Regions from separate parts of the Mus musculus genome. Here region 2 is linked to region 1. Evidence: chromatin contacts called from public Hi-C data. All regions are on one chromosome and are shown on one strand. The core of a region is the stretch at or near the end of the contact, and the rest is flanking DNA. Distances in the headings are between cores, read along the strand shown. Region 1 overlaps Glis3 (GLIS family zinc finger 3). Region 2 has its middle 34 kb from the start of Gm35922.

Region 1 (2,508 bases), core at 6-2,505:
GAGATTCTGACCACCGACTAAATAATTAGCTTGATACTTGAAGGAGTCACTAAATCTAAGAGCCAGGTACTTGGCACACAAAGAAAGAATCAGAGGTTTTAGCACAATGCTACACAGCAGAGATACCTGGGACTCTTGTAGGATCAAAGGCCCCGTGAAGACAGAAATCCACAGGAAAAATCACAAGACCAACTCAAGGCGTGACACCGGGTGAAAGCCAAGGAGGTGTGTACGAATTGCCTTCGGGAGGGAACAAGCAAGAGAAGCTGTGCTGATCCAGTTCAAATCAAAAGCAGTAGAGCTCTGCTCACTGTTTCCAACATCTGCATGATCCTGGGGATGGATACAGAGTCACGTCACATCAGATGTTTGCACATGAATCTATCTGCCACCTCACCATCCCTAAGGCTCTGTGTGTGTGTGTGTGTGTGTGTGTTTGACCCAGGAGAGCTTGTTGACAACATGTTATAGATTTTTTGGTTTTTGTTTTTTGTTTCTTAATTCTGAAGCTGAAGAATTATTCTCCCCATACTGATAAAGAACAAAACGGAGAACAGCCAGGACAATCGCCTACTTATGCAGTAATCAAAGCCTTGTATTGCGAGGCACAGAAATGAAGGCGAATTCTGAAAGGCAAATTAGAAATTGGTGGAGGGAATTTCCAGGTGGCAACGAGAAGAAAGGGAAAGGATTGCTCTCTGCGGCTAATGATTCTATCTGAAGAGCTGTGTTTTAAATGTTCATGGAGGTCTAGGCCCACGCAACAGGGAGCACAAGGGAGAACGGGTTAGCACAGAGACCAAGTTGAAAACCAGTGAATGCCAGTTAGACAGGCTAAGTCCTAAGAATACACAGCGCCCCATGCAACGGTCAATCCATGGACGCGTCACAAGATGAAATTTCCCACAAAATCATCTCTAAGAGATATGCCTGAAAAGATACACTTCATGTACATGCTAGCTGTACTGACCGTCACTGAATATGTGTGTGCTAACTAAATGTCTTAGCTCACTAAGTGACTGCTACAAACACAGGCTGGGGTGAGAAGAGCGAAGCAGCTTCGAGCCACAGGTATCTTCCTACAAAGCGTTTCTTAATCTGCTCTGGATGTATGCATACAGGTGCCAGCCCCCAGGCTTACGGCTAAGCACATCTTCGCTCTTAATAATCTGTGAATACAAAGATAGGAAATGAAAAATGATCGTGCTTTCTATCTCGACACAGCCCCAATACAGAAATTACTGGTGCCACCTATTGTTGAAAACACAGAACTGAAGGGCTAACTACCATCCTGAAACTGCAGTTACCTTCCTCAACAGGAAGGCTCAAACTCTGCCTGCTGGGAGAACCAACCAACAGCCAACTGTGCTCAGATAGAAAACAAGCATAGCATGTCACGAAGCCTGTCCACTTTTGCATAATGATTTGTTCATAACTATAACCTAGCAATAATTAACTTCTTTACTGAAGTGGAAAAAAAAAAAAAACACGAGGCAGCTTTGCATGGACTGGTGGCGAATGAGTTATGAAATCAATTGTTGGGTGCAAAATGGTGTTGTGGGTGGTGTGTGCTAATGCACTGCTGTCTATGAACAAAGGGAAGATACTCATGTCTCTATAGAAGTTCTCAGAGAAAGCATGCAAGAAGCCAAGAAAGGAGGATTATGGGTTCAAGACTAGCCTGGGCTACTCGGTAAGCATTCTAACCTCAGAAAGAGAGCAAAAGGCAGAGGGAGGAAGGGAGGGAGGGAGGGAGGGAGGACGAAGCTTGGGAGAGAGCTCGATCCATGGTAAAGCACACACACCAGAGGGCCTGGCTTCTATCTACAGAACCCAGATAAAAATGCCCAGAGAGTAACCTATGTTCGTAGTTCCAGTGCTGGAGAGACAGAGACAGGAGGACCCCCTGGGACTTGATGCTGGACCAATTTGGCCAGCTGGTGACCTACAGACCAATGAGGGACTCTGTTTCAAAGGAGGTAGTCACTGGAGGTTGCTCTCAGTTCGAACTTACTTAAACACACATGGTTGAGTGCATACATGTGAACGAACACACACGCAAGAAATTACTCAAAAAAAAAAACAAAAAACAAAAAACAAAACCCATCAACTATAGTATAGTCATCACCAGTGACAAAGGCTCAACCATTGGAGAAAACTACAAGACTCAATTCACTCAACTCCCTTTCTCTCCATACAGAAATGTTACAACACATCCATATTTCTGGACTAAAGTGGGAGTGGGTGGGAGGGTATGGGGGACTTTTGGAATAGCATTGGAAATGTAAATGAGGAAAATACCTAATAAAAGTATAAATAAATAAATAATAAAATTAATTTAAAATTAGTACTATCTTTACTATAACAGCTGATTTGAAGGTACTATATCTGAAAGAAAGGAAAGGAAAGGAAAGGAAAGGAAAGGAAAGGAAAGGAAAGGAAAGGAAAGGAAAGGAAAGGAAAGGAAAGGAAAGGAAAAAGAAAAGAAAGTAAGTCAACAGCTCTAAT
Region 2 (2,508 bases), core at 4-2,503, 97 kb after region 1:
GTTCACAGTTAGCTTTCTCTCTGCCTAGTGCCTGTGGACAGGAAGAAATCCCTCAGCTACTTCTCCAGAGCCATGCCTGCCTCTCTGTTGCCATGTTTCCCTCCATGACCGCCATGGGCTCTAACCCTCTGGAACCATGAGCCCCTATAGTAAATGCTTTCTTTTTATAAATTGCTTTGGTCACATGTTTCATCACAGTAATAGAAGTAACTAAGACCTAGACAAGTACTCTGCCATGGGATTAGTCTTCAAACTAGTAATGGTGTAGTTTGTGAGGTAACTTCCATATTGATTTGTTTGTGTCTATGAAGAAAATCTCCATGCTTGTGATCTGCATGTGGCCATTGTTGGGTTTCAGGCAAAGTCCATAAACGAAGCAAGTAAGATACAGGGTGGGCCCATTAGGAGTTAGTCAGCATGGTGATTGGAGCAGACATTGAGGAGGAAGAGCTGATGAAAGGCAGTGTGAGAACTGGGCTTGATTTTCTGCCCTCAGTCTCAGAGAACACGGCCCGAGCCTCGGGGTGGGGGTGGGGGAGAACTGCAAGCAGAGAGAGAGTCACCCGCTGTATAAAACCTTGCTTTAAGGCAGGAGCCATACAGTTTCATACTGTATATCTTTTGACCCCCAGAATTTGGGAGGCAGAGGCAGGTGGATCTCTGTGAGTTGAAGCCCAGCCTGCTCTACACAGTGAGTTCCAGGAAAGCAAGGGCTACACAGAGAGACCTTGTGTTAAAACAAAACAAAACAAAACAAAACAAACCACCTTACTTGTATACTACTGAAGGTACTTTAGACAACAACAGTGAAGGCTCAGAACCCAGCATCCAGGTGTCCATCTCTGGAGATCCTTACTTAATTGCTCTGGGTTGTGCCTGAGCCTGGGGATTTTCCAAAGCACCCTGTGTGATTCCATCTTGATGCTAACATTGAGATCTCAGACTGGCCGCAAAGCCCTCAGGACAAGAAGGCTCTATGTGTTATAGATACCCCTTAAGACTGTTGAAAATTGGTATTTCAAGGACCCTCCTAGTGCGTTCACATAGAGATTCCCGTTTAAAACAGTGGAAGGTCTCAATACAAAACTTCCTAAATATGTTTTGGGGATAAACTCAACCCCTCAGTCATGGCTTAGTTGCTTGGCTTTTATAGTTGATAGCTTAGAAATCATTCTGTCTCCAGGTGTATGAGTCACACGAAGCCCCTTCTAACTGACTGGATTTTTCTTCTTCACTGAAGTGAGTGGATTGATCGGTTGTTTTGTCATAGCGTAGCTAAAGCCGGTGGGAGGGTGCCAGTTATCATTTGGAGAAAAGGTATCAATTTGAAGTACCAGAGACAGCGGGTGAATTGTGCTCGTGAAATAGATGTTTCGCTCTACTTTTTAATTTGCTCCTGTTTGAGTTAGCTGAGATTTCTTCTTTATTTTTAAAGAATGACATTTATACAGCCGCTTAAACTGCCAATCTGTTACATAAACAGCCTTGTTTTCCTGAAGGCTAGCGCCCCCTAGAGGCCAAATATGTGTAGCGTTTTAGACTTCGGTCAGGAAAAGACCCTGGTGTTTCTAATAGCCTTATAATTTGCCACGCAGGTGAAGTAAATTGGACTATTCGTTATAGCAAAATTCCCCAAGAGAAGTCTCAAAGCCAGACAACAATGCGACAAGGGGACAACAAAAAGCCTAAGACAAAAAATGTTTTTCCCTGGCATCAAATCCAGGCTTTAGAACCGGGATAGAAAGGCTGAGCCGCAGTCAAGTGACTTTGCGCGTGGCCAGAGCTTGATACTCACATACTGATGGAGGACCTTCAACCTCTGCAGCTAAAGTGGGCTGAAATCTGAAGGTCTTCCAAGTTTTCCCCACAAAGCTTGAGGCATCAAGCCCATAAAGCCATGGGGGTTTGTTTCGTTTCTGATTCCTTTGCCCACCACTTAACTCTCAGTAGCATGCGGACTCATTTAAAATGCTATTCCACCGCTGCCCAGCCCAGACCCAAAGAAGCAAAATCTATTGGTGTCTGGCGCAGGAAGATGAGTTTTAACAGGACATCACAAGTAGTCACTAGTATTGTGCTTTCCATAAACTAAGTGAAGTGCTGTCAAAAGCTCCTAATTAATGAGAGTTTGGGGGCTCTTTTCGGATAGAACATAACTTTGAGTGCAGGAAGAGGCTATGCATGTGTGGTGGGCCTCAGAGCTCTTCATTTTCTCATGCATACACGCCACACAACCTGAGACTGGCCTTGTTCTCATGGCCTCTCTTGGATGTCACCATATTTCCTTCAGCAATTCCACTGAAATTGCCTGGGCTAACCCCTTGACTCAAAGTGTCAACAAGCTAATGGGATCCATTAATCCTTTCTAATTGATTAGTGCTAATGAGCAAGGCTGAATCCCCTGGTTCTCAACTCAGTGAGAACCAGAAAGCCCTCAAGGGCTCGTTAAGACATAGATCGCTGGCTTTCTTGTCCAGGGACTCTGTCCTAGGGCATAGCCTAGGAATC

The links. Hi-C and Micro-C count contacts between places; a contact is called where the count stands out from the background.
Region 2: a contact with region 1 is called in a Hi-C map of cortical neurons, with 1.7 times the contacts expected there. A contact is called at or near these places in 27 of 484 Hi-C or Micro-C datasets (the 3T3-L1 cell line, the C2C12 cell line, DN3 thymocytes and 16 more) and 4 of 130 datasets of targeted methods (bone marrow-derived dendritic cells, embryonic fibroblasts, embryonic stem cells and 1 more).

What each region holds. Positions count from the first base shown.
Region 1 is chr19:28,627,461-28,629,968 of GRCm38.p6, forward strand. All of the region lies in intron 2 of Glis3 (GLIS family zinc finger 3), which reads right to left. Among named protein-coding and RNA genes, the nearest start is that of D930032P07Rik, 50 kb to the right of the region's middle.
Region 2 is chr19:28,724,883-28,727,390 of GRCm38.p6, forward strand. No RefSeq gene overlaps it. Among named protein-coding and RNA genes, the nearest start is that of Gm35922, 34 kb to the right of the region's middle.